3 separate regions of the Mus musculus genome follow, and all the other regions are linked to region 3. The links are chromatin contacts, called in public promoter capture Hi-C maps. All regions are on one chromosome and are shown on one strand. The core of a region is the stretch at or near the end of the contact, and the rest is flanking DNA. Distances in the headings are between cores, read along the strand shown.

The links. Promoter capture Hi-C pulls out the DNA fragments that hold promoters and counts their contacts. Capture Hi-C pulls out chosen DNA fragments and counts their contacts.
Region 1: a promoter capture Hi-C map of embryonic stem cells shows a contact between it and region 3, with 13 read pairs. The contact joins the promoter of Zfp36l3 here to the promoter of Rtl8c in region 3. A contact is called at or near these places in 3 of 39 promoter capture datasets (cranial neural crest, embryonic stem cells and frontonasal cranial neural crest), 1 of 15 datasets of contacts at CTCF or cohesin (embryonic stem cells), 1 of 484 Hi-C or Micro-C datasets (embryonic stem cells) and 1 of 9 other capture datasets (adipose tissue).
Region 2: a contact with region 3 is called in a promoter capture Hi-C map of pancreatic islet. The contact joins the promoter of Mospd1 here to the promoter of Rtl8c in region 3. A contact is called at or near these places in 3 of 39 promoter capture datasets (cranial neural crest, liver and pre-B cells) and 1 of 9 other capture datasets (pancreatic islet).

Annotation. Positions count from the first base shown.
Region 1 is chrX:53,774,518-53,778,029 of GRCm38.p6, forward strand. Zfp36l3 (zinc finger protein 36, C3H type-like 3) reads right to left here and starts at 1,877. Exons shown (of 2, transcript NM_001009549.2): 1 at 1-1,877. The coding sequence starts at 1,728. It also overlaps a transcript of Xlr not described here.
Region 2 is chrX:53,369,083-53,373,016 of GRCm38.p6, forward strand. It overlaps Mospd1 (motile sperm domain containing 1), which reads right to left and starts at 1,477. Exons shown (of 6, transcript NM_001290514.1): 1 at 1,340-1,477.
Region 3 is chrX:53,606,631-53,610,379 of GRCm38.p6, forward strand. It overlaps Rtl8c (retrotransposon Gag like 8C), which reads left to right and starts at 1,292. Exons shown (of 2, transcript NM_028375.3): 1 at 1,292-1,794; 2 at 2,056-2,505. The coding sequence starts at 1,416. The coding sequence ends at 1,754.

The DNA of each region.
Region 1 (3,512 bases), core at 627-3,126, 170 kb after region 3:
CCCAGGAGCAAGTGCAGCCCCAGGAGTGAGGGCCGCTCCAGGGGCGAGGGCAGCCCCAGGAGCAAGGGCCGCCCTAGGAATGAGGGCCGCCCCAGGACGGAGGGTAGCCCCAGGAGGGAGGGCAGCCCTAGGAGCGAGGGCCGCCCCAGGAGCAAGTGCAGCCCCAGGAGTGAGGGCCGCTCCAGGAGGGAGGGCAGCCCTAGGAGCGAGGGCCGCCGCCCCAGGAGCAAATGCAGCCCTAGGAGCAAGGGCCGCCCTAGGAGCCACTGCTGCCCCAGGAGCGAGGGCAGCTCCAGTAGCCATGGCAGCACCAAGAGCCATGGCAGCCCCAGGAGTGAGGGTAGTCCCAGTAGCCATGGCAGCCCCAAAAGCGAGGGCCGCTCCAGTAGCCATGGCAGCCCCAGGAGCCATGGCAGCTCCAGGAGCAAGGGCCGCCCCAGCAGCCATGGCAGCTCCAAGAGCGAGGGCTGCCCCAGGAGTGAGGGCAGCTCCAGTAGCCATGGCAGCCCCAGTAGCCATGGCAGCTCCAAGAGCCATGGCCGCCCCAGGAGCAAGGGCTGCCGCAGGAGTGAGGGCTGCCGCAGGAGCAAGGGCAGCTCCAGGAGCCATGGCAGCACCAGGAGTAAGGGCAGGACCAACACTGGCCTGGCCAAAGATGGTGGCTGAAGGCAGAGGCCTGGCAAGGGGCATCTGGAACTGCGCGGAAGCTGCCAGGCCCATCTGCTGCTGGTTGTTGTAGAAGGCAGTGGGAGTCGTGGTAGCAGTGTTAGGGTTCTGGAATGCCACAGGAGAGAAGTCACCTGGCTCCTGGGGGAAGGCGAGGGCATCGTTGGCTGAGTTGTTGCTCGGGTCTTTGTCAGCATCTTTGTCGGGGTCTTTGTCAGCGTCGTGGGCTGTGGTAGAGGATGATGTTCTGCAGCACATCATCCGGAGGTTGGCGGCTGCAGGGTGTGATGAGGGCATAACCCCGCCTGAGCTCAACGCCTGCTGGTTGAGCTGCAGAGGTGCCTGGAGGGCTTGACTGTTGACCGACAGGAAGCCCGAAGGGCTGTCACTCTGCAGTCCGGGCTGCTGCTCCCCGTTAACGCCCAAATGCAGCACATTGGAGCCATTGAAGGAGCTGGGCTCCTCCAAGGTGCTCTCGGAAAGCACAGGTTGCTGCTCGGGCTGGTTGTGAATGAAGTGACAGCGAGTGCCATAGGGGCAAAAGCCAACGCTGTGGAAGGTGCGGCAAGGCTCCGTCTTGTACTTGGGGTGCCTTGACAGGGTACGCAGTTCGCGGTAGCCATGCGCGAACTGGCACTTGTGGCCATACTTGCAAATGCCGCTTTCCTCAAAGGGCCGACATAGCTCAGTCTTATAGCGCTCAGAAGTGGCCAGGGAGCTCGAGCCGCTCACCTTCTGTGGCTTAGGCTTCTGCTGCAGGCTATGTTCGCCATTCCGCGGGTGGATCTGCGACACCGCGTTAGCCTCTGAGGGCTCATGGGGAGCTTCCCAGGACACCGCACCAGTTGCCCCCGACTGACCATTATTGTAGCTGTTCAGGTCTCTCGCAAAACTGGACGAGCAGTCCTCGGTGAGGCTGGAGGCACTGGAACTGGGAGCCTGGTGGCCGAGCACTTGGGGGTCGCTGGAAGATGGTGGTGGAGCAGTGCCAGGTGTTGAGCTGGAGTTGGAAGAATCAGCCACATTAGTGTTGAGCGGGCGGTTCAGATTGTTGTTGGCCATAGTTTCTCGGTCTTGCACTCTAAGTCTCTATTGCAGAAAGTCCATAGAACTGTGAACATTGTCCTATGTCCTGCGCCGTTTTGAGCTTTAAGTAAGGAGGACCCGGAGAAACCTTCGAGGGAGGCAGAGCCAGCGAGCTCCAAACATGAGGCAAAAAGGGCAGGTAGGCGGAGCTGGGAGGAGCTAAAAGGTTGAGTCCCAGCCCAGCAGGAGGGCTGGGTGGGGTGGGGGAAAGGGCAAAAGCAGAGTAAGGCAGACGTACGTAAGATGTGCAGGTACGCCACCAAGTGGAGGATGAAGAGTAGTAGCAAAGATCTTAGCGCCTCTCTCACGCTCATGCATTCTGTTGAGTGTTAAAGCTGCTTTTCAGGCCCTCCTGCTGTGGGAGGGCTCTATTCTAATTTATCAGCTTCAAGATTTTTGCGTTTGTCCTAATATTTGAGTAAAGCAATGAAAGATAATCACTAGACTCCACATAATCCCATAACTCCCATGTTCTTGTAAAGAGCAGCCCAGTTAATGTTCCTCCGCTGCACACACCCCTCCCCCAACCTCACTCCCGCATATCCTATGGTTCAGCTGATACAGACTTGCAGCCAAACATGCCTGGAACCTACACCCTGGAGAGAACTGATTTCCTCCAGTTCTCCCCCCCCCCATTTTATAAATTTGTTTTTATTTATTTACATTTCAAATGTTATCTCCTTCCCCAGTTTCCCCTCCACAACCCCCTTATCCCCCCTCTCTCTGCCTCTATGTGATGGTGCTCCCCAACCCGCCCACCCACTTCCTCCAGTTCTTTGACCTTATTTCTTGTGTGTGCCATGATATGTGTGCATATTCCACCTCCCCACACTCCAACAAACAAGTGTAATTTAAAAACAGACAACTTTATTGTATGCATTCAAGGTAGAATTACAGCAGGATGCTTCAGTGGGTAAAGGGGTTTGCCACTAAATCTGACTTTGAGTACAGAACTCCAGAAATTGATCACTGATTTCTGCAAATTGTCCTTTGACCTCTACACTGTTGTCATTGTGCTCTTGTATTCACATACAAACACACAGAAAATAAAATAATTAAACCATTTGGTGTTATATTTTTCAACATGGTAGTGAAATGGCTGAGGGGCCAGAGAAAGGTACTTGCCACCAAACCTGATGGACTGAGCTGGAGTTCCTGAATCCATGATGTAGAAGGAGAGAACCAATTCTTGTAAAGTTCTCTTTATGGCTGCCAGGTCTGTGCAGCAGTGAGTGAAATGTGCCCCCCCCCAATAAATAAAATAAAATAAAATAAAATAAAATAATTAAAGCCATTTTCTTCTGCACCCATCCAGGGTGGTAGAATTCGGGATATCAAGATGGCTCACCTTGTAGAGGTGCTTAGTGCCAAGCCTAAAGACCTTAGTTTGATCCCTAGTATGCAAAAAGTAGGAGAAAATCAATTTCTGCAAGTTGTTCTCTGACATCCACACATGTGTACTGTGGCATGAGATTATGCACACACAAACACATTAAATAAACAAATGAATTTGAATAAATAAATCCAAATAATTTGAACTTTAGGCCATTGAATGCTGTATGCATTAAAGATGGCAAAATCAGAGCTGGCAAGAAGGCTGAGCCAGTCAAATGTCTTGTTTCCCTGCCTGCCACCTGAATTTCAAGGCCTGAATCCACATGGGAGAAAGGGAGAATTCCACTGAGTTGTTCTTATACACAATAAACAAGCAAATATAAACAATCTGTAATAATAAAGGCCAAATTTTGGCTATTGCATTA
Region 2 (3,934 bases), core at 227-2,726, 240 kb before region 3:
GAATACGGACTGAAAAATTTTAAAGACACATTTGGCCATGTTTCCTGTTCTCCAAACTTACCACCGATCTATACCAAATATATGAAATATACGTGTAATTGAAAAGCTGGCTGTCTACTCCTTACTCAATTTCCTGACTGTAGTATTTTATACACAAAGAGCTTTCCTAATACTTACAGGAAGTGTGGACAAGATTTTCGTCACTAAGAATGTATTAAATCCCATGTGTGCCTTTCCCGAAAAGAGTAGACTTTCTCCTGTCTGGAATTCACATTAAAAACAAAAAGTGTTCCAATAGAACAGGACTGCCTTTTAGGCAAAATTTAGGAACTTGAACTTTTTTTCAGGGTTACTTTCTCTTAAAATGTCCTTAAAGGACAAAATACTAGGACCCTTTGCACTTCTTACTTGCCCTGTGGCTTTCCCAAGTGAACTTTCCTTCCATTCTACTAGCACAGCAATGCTACTTCAGTGAGAGAAAGACAAATGTCAGTTACTTTCCCCAGAGGGAAACAGCAGAAGATTAAGGGCTGAGGTCTAGGGAGGGGCTAAAACCTTCCTGCCTAAGACCAGCCCCACCTGCTTGGGGCCCAGCCTTTACAGCCCTATCTCCACACTACCCGGCTCCATGTGAAACTGGTCATGTGAGCCTGTTTACAGCTGAGCAGCTGGTGCAACCATCAGGATCTGTGCAGAGGTCCAGGGAGGGGTAAGGATACAGGCCACTTACCTCCTTTCTCCCCTATGTAATTCCAAGAAGATACTTGCTTCGACCACCAACCACCCTCCCTCCCAGTCTCTCTACTTTCCTTCATGCCCCTTCAGGCAAAGCCATCCTGGGACGCCTGGCTCCGGTCGCCCCCCGCCCCGTTTCCGTCCAGTTGCTCGCGGGGGGGAACGGCTGAACTGCAGGAAGGGCGAGGACAGGGTCATCCCAAACTAGGTAGTCGACTGACTTCCCTCCCACAGCCCTCCAGGCAATGTCCGCCAAAGAGTTGTCCCTAGAGCTGCATCCCCAAGGCAACTGAACTCTTGTCGGGCAGGCAGCGGGAGGTTTCGGAGGCTGCCTTCGTCTAGGCAGGGGTAGCTACACAACTCTGCTGGCCCTGGAGACCCTGCAGAAGGGCCACCAACAGTCCAAGAACGGTGGACCCGCTGCCCGGTCCCCGCCACCCACCTTAGCCCGGCACTGAACAGCCCTGCTGTCAGTCACAGAGCCAAGCTCTGGCTACGGGTACTGGCATTGTCTACACCGGAGGGGGAGGTCTCAGCCATGTAAGTTCCATGTCTTCCCCGCAAGTCAGAGAAAGTGGGTGACGGGACATTGAGGGACTCTCACCTCAGCAACACTGGCTCCTCGGAAAGCAGCTGCGACTGCTCCCTGCTCCTTTGTCAGAGTCTCCAGACTGCACTGCCTGCTGGGATATGGGAGGACTCGACTGCCACCTCTCCCCGCCCAGGAGGATGAGTCGCAACTGGGGGGTGGGTGAGAAGAGGAAGGAAAGGCGGGCCCGGGGCGGGGTCTAGCCGGGGGCGGGGCTTCTGTGTTGCCACCTGGCTTCTGGGGTTTCTTCCTTCTCTATGCTTCAAACTACTTCCTTTGTCCTCTGGCCGCCCCTCCTTTTCCTCCGCCCCCCTCACCCGCCCCCAGAGGATTAGAGGCTTTCTCTGAGTGCAATCTCTTTGCACTCATTTGGTGGTGACCTTTGACGTCTGCCTCATTCACTCCTCTCCCCAACTCAGAATGCATTCCATACAATGAATACCCAAGGCTTGTGACTCTTCCTCTGAGACTCTGTATTAAGCACTAGCTCTCTTTCTCCACTCTATCATCGGCGCAAAGCAGACTGTTCAGGATTTGTTCATGCTGCTACAGTAGCTTCCTATTTGGATTCATTCTTTCTACTGTTACTTTGTCTAAACTATTGCCCAGACAGCAATCCAGTTGGCTCAGTCTAAGGTATAGGTGACCCTGCTGTTCTACTTAAAGCTTTTCAAGCCTGGCATGGTAGAACAAGACTATAATCCCAGTATTCAAAGGCTGAGGCAGGAGGATCCTGAGTTAAGACAAATTTGAGTTACAAAATAACAATTGACTTTTAAAGGGGAAATCTCTATTCTCAGGTCTGTACTCTATTCTTAGAGTCTTTCAGGCAGGTATGCTGCTACAGGGCTTTAATCCTAGCACTTAGAAGGGGAAGCAGTAGATCTTTGAGACTGAGGCCAGCCTGCTTATATATGAGACCCCATCTCAACACCAAGCAAACAACAAATGAGAGAGAAAAGACTTTTCGGCTAGGAACAATGGACAACTGTTAAGTCAAGCACCAAAGGGGCAAAGTCCCAAAGACCCCAAGGACTTCATATCTCAGCAGCCTGGCCTACCTAGCAAGACCCAGTGTGCTGGACACAAGACAGCCAGGATAGAGAAACCCTGTCTCAAAAAAGAAAAGTAAATGAAATGGAAAACACTTCAAAATTCAAACTTAATTATGTTCAAAAAGGAACAATACGGTCCAAGGGTACCCTCTGCACAAGTATAAGACCCAAAACCTTCCTCATTACTCTTAATCAATGGGTCTATAACAGTAGATATCACTTGGGCCCTAGGCTCTGAGACCTTTACTCACAGACTTTGTGCAATGCTCTTATCTGTCTTTTGAACACCTATCTTTCAGGATCCAGGGGAAATGTCACTTTCCCAACTAACCTTTCAGAATCTTCCATAAGAACGACATGTCTTATTTGTTTGTCTGAAACGTGGCCTGACTATAGCGCTAGCTGGTCTGACACACGTTATGGAGGCCAAGATGGTTCTAACTTGCAGTGATCCTCCTATCATGCTGGGATTACAGGCATGTACCACTAAATCCACCAGACGCTTTCATAAAAACTGTTGACCCCTATTCTACTAGCAAAGAACACTGCTAATTCTGTTTTGCAATTCTTCCTGATATAGGTAACCATGTCCTATTCCCTCAGAAGAGGCCATTGCTTCCAGCATCGTGCCCCTTCTACAATACATTCGTATATGTACTGGCTAGTTTTGTGTCAACTTGACACAGCTGGAGTTATCACAGAGGAAGGAGCTTCAGTTGAGGAAATGCCTCCATGACATACAACTGTAAAGCATTTTCTCAATTAGTGATCAAGGGGGAAATGTGGAAATCAAGAGCAGTGGTAACTTCCTGGGATCTATGAAGATGATCCTAATGAAGACTCAAAGTAATGGGGAATGATAACTATGAAATAGTCATCTCTTGTAGACAGACAAGCTAGTAAGGAACATCCCTCCATGGCCTCTGCATCAGCTCCTGCTTCCTGACCTGCTTGAGTTCCAGTCCTGACTTCCTTTGGTGATGAACAGCAGCATGGAAGTGTAAATTGAATAAACTCTTTCCTCCCCAACCCAACTTGCTTTTTGGTCATGATGTTTGTGCAGGAATAGAGACCCTGACTAAGACAGTATGCAATTTAATTATATGTGATACTTTGCCTCTATTGCATCAGAAATCCTAAGTAGGCCCAGAAAGGACTCCAAGCAAGGCTTCGTATGACAGTCACTCTTTCTTCACTAGCACAGCTCTCCATCTTGACCTGACCAAGTGTTGTTTTTGCAAATAAACTGGTTAGGCAGCCAAACATTGCAAAAGGACCAAAGCTTGTACTCCTCTTGCAGGTCAGACTGGTTTGTGGTAAAATATGTGGTTGTGGAAGACATAACTGATAGAGCTCATCTGAGAAGCCAGTGTAGAAAAGTATATGGTGCCACCGACATTGATTGAGTTTCTAGGCAGATATACTACTTTTCTTTTGGGGGGGGGGGCTTTTTGATTCCTATGGTTCAGGCCCCTCATCATTTCAAACCTTATGCATTGTTTGTGACATAAAGTCTTTTGCCAAAGTGGGCAGGGAGATGTGCTGAGGGGAAGCT
Region 3 (3,749 bases), core at 42-2,541:
AGGAGAAGTTTCCCATTAGCATTTAAAAGGTCACTGTGGCCCTGGCTAAGGAGGACACACCTACAGAGAGAGGAAGATTTCTGCAGTCACCTGGTTGGTATGGGACATTAGCTGCTGGGGTATCATTCGCAACTCTGCAGGTGGTCAGGAAATTCACAACCCCATATTCTCCTTACCTCAGGGAAATGACCAGGCTTGTGAGGCTGAGCCATCCTCTTTCAGCAGAGGGGTCTCTTTCCATCTGTTTGACTGCTCTTATCTTCTCTGACCTTAAGCATTCAAAATTAATTCCCAGTTTATGATTCTTATGGTTTCTACCTATGCCCTGCTTCAATAGCCTGGCAGATAGGGTTTTAAGTAAATCACGGCATGTACCACGTAATTTTCTGTACAAAGGAAGATGCTGAGGAATTTATATTAACTATGTATTTTCCCTGACAACTGGGATCATACAAAAGGCGTACAGTCACACAACCTCCCCTTCTCTCCAAATTTGGAAAAACCTTTTTTCCCCTTCTATTTTTGTACACTGCCTTGTATCATGTAGCTCTGTGTAAGCTCTTCCCACCAGTCTTTGTAGACATTCTACATAAATTTCCATCTCTTGGTACCCTAATGCATCACAGTTAGGGGTTCTTTGACCTGTAACTCTCCAGATACTGCGCGCTCACTGTGCATCCTTCTCTGAAAGGGCAGCTCTGTAGTCTTCTCCTTAGTATTTCAGGAGTTGCTATTGACTACAAAAACAGCCTCTCAACATGAGAGCTAGTCCTTCTCACACAGACAGTGAGAGGCAGGCAACTGTGGCCACTGAGCAGCTAGCTCTCTAGGGTGTCCACATCCTAGGATCCGGGAAGGAAAAGAAAGCAGCTGGAGAGGGAGGGGGTTTGGATGGGCGAACTCCATAATCTCTCTCTTATTCTACAGTGACAGGGAATTGCACCAGCACCAAAAAAAAAAAAAAAAAAAAAAAACCCGCTAGGAGTCCAGCATCCTCCTAGACTCTCTGAGCCTTCCTCATGAGCGCATAGGTACAATCAGGACTCTTCCCTGTGCTTTGCATCCTGGCTGTGCTTATGTGAAAACAAAACAAAATAACAGCAACAACAACAATAACAACAAAAAACACCCCTGAAGCATTCTCTTCGGCCCAGAGCTATGCCTACACAAAGGCGACAACCAAGGTTTTTAGACCCTGTGGCATGGGCTCTGCAGACAAGCTTGGGTCCCACCCACAGGCACCCTAGCACAGGCCCCGCCTCCCCTCCTCTGCACTTTCAGCTAAGCCTAGGAAGTGACAAGCTGCGTGCTCAGCTGACGCAGCAAAGAGAAGCAGACCCTTAGAAGAGCGCCCCCCCGACCAGGCAGAGATCCAGTCCACTTATTGACAAGCCAAGCAAGGAGACCTCGCCGCCATGGACCGCCGGATTAAGTTGATTATGGCCCTCATGGCCTGGCCCGAGCTGCGTAAAGGCCGTTGGCAGAACCCCATCCCATTTCCTGAGCTGTTTGATGGCGAGATGGAGAAGCTCCCGGAGTTCATCGTGCAGACCCTGTCCTACATGTTAGTAGATGAGAAGACCTTCGACACCGACAAACGCAAGGTGATGTTCCTCATCACCCGCCTCAAGGGCCGGGCCCTGCAGTGGGCTATGCGCTATCTCCAGACAGACAGCCCCATGCTCAACAATTACTCCGGCTTCCTGAATGAGATGAAGGAGGAGTTCGGGTGGGAGGAGGATGAGGACTTCTAGGCCTCTGGCAAGCCTGGCCTGGGGCAGGGGCTACAAGAGGGTGAGCTGCTACCCCACCCCCCATCGCGATTTTTGTCCACTGCCCACCCCCTCCCCCCGCCTCTGCCATCCCACCCCACCCCCAGCTCCCCAATCAAGCATGAATGCCCCTGTCCCTTCCTGTGTCCTAGCCTTTGTTCCAGGAATAGCTCCCCAGTCTCCTGCTGCTGTCTCTGCTGGGCCTGGCTCTTGGAGCACAAGGCCTCCCAGAGCTGACAGCTCAGCCCATCCCAGTCACATTTGAACACTGTCTGGTTTCCAGCTACAAGATGAGCTCCTGTCGTTTAGTGGGCAGATCACTCGCCGCCAGAGCATTTCATTACCTCCTACCCAGTGGACAGTCTGCAAGCTTCTGCCCATAAGGCCTGCGCTGATGCTGCCATTTCAAGCCCCTGCACAACCCATATGTGGACTGGCTGCTGCCCTTAACTGACCCGGACTCACCTGGGAGGTACCTGGGCTGCCCACGGCCCATGGACATTGATTCACCTTCAGCGGGACCCTTCCCCTCCCTGCTCCCAGAAACCTGCTGTCTCCCATTTTGTCTTGTGGACTAGCTGGTTTTCCTGAGAAACCAGCTTGCAGCTCTTTCTCTGATGTGTATGCCTTTTCCAACACAGTAGCCCCTGTGCTCTTTCCTTCTTGTCTGCTCTACCTGTACAGAAGCCTTTTCCTCACGTTGAATAAACATCAGATGCTATTTAAAAGGAAATGGAGTCTTACTTAGTATAGCATCCTACCACCCCTCCCCACAACCTTACCCCTGCAGGTGTCTGCACATGGGATCGATGTCTAGATAAAGACATGTTCATGGCCTGATGTTCATTCTCACAGCATACTGCAGATATGAGATTCACCTGGTAGCCACACTGGTGGAAGCCTTACTACTAGGCAGTCACAGATGGTGGACCTTTATGCCCTTCAGGAGATGGACCTTCATCTAGTTTTCCCCATTGCAGGCTAAAAGTCATAAAGGTATCTCTGGGTTGAAATGGTTCCTTATAGGAACAATACTGAAGACACAGGAATAATAATAGCTAATTGGCAAACCAAGCACCACTGAATTTGTCACTAGTCTAAAAATGTATGTTATCCATCATTCACAGATCCACCTGAATTGAACTGGTGTGTTAGTAAAACCATGGACATACATGCTAACATGCTTCTATGGGGCATGAAAACTTGAATGCCAGACTGCTTATTCATTTAGATCCAGATCTGATTGATTACGCACAGTGTAATACAAGGCGTTTTATCCAGTGGGAAGGGGCAACTACTGTTCATATTTCCTTGCTAACTCTTGAAATCTATTATGTTGAAACAAATCTACTATCTCCTATATTACTAGAAAAAATTGGTATCCCAATACAACCAGATAATCCTTGAGTCACCTTTCAGCATCATATGTATTCTGCTTCTTTCTAATATACTTGGTGGTTCTCCTGAACCTGTATGATTGCGCAATACTGTAGTGTATCTCTTCCTGTTTATTCCTTTCCTTCCGTGGAACAGGGAAAGTTTGGCCATTCTCACATGCAGTGGTGTATATCTCCATCGACTCTATATTAGAATATGTCATATTTATCTCAGAAGTGCTACCACTGGCAAATTCGCCTCAAACGTACATAAAACATAGTATTATTCAAATTAAATGGAGAATTCAAAGTGTTTCATGAAATGGACCCTATGCTGTGCCAGATTCTTAAGATCTGGGTTTGGTTGGTTGTTTGCTGTTTGAAAAGCAGGCTTGTTAGAAATATCAGAGTGTGGAGCACTAGTATACATACTAGTATACAGCATCCTAAAACACTGAAACCTAAGTCAGGTCAAGGGCGAATAAATATGTGCCTGCATTCAACTTGTTGAAGAGTCATAAGGAGTGATTTTAATCATGCTTTTAATTTTAAATAGATACCCCTAGAGAATTTGGGAAATGTTTGGAAGCCTCTGTCGGAG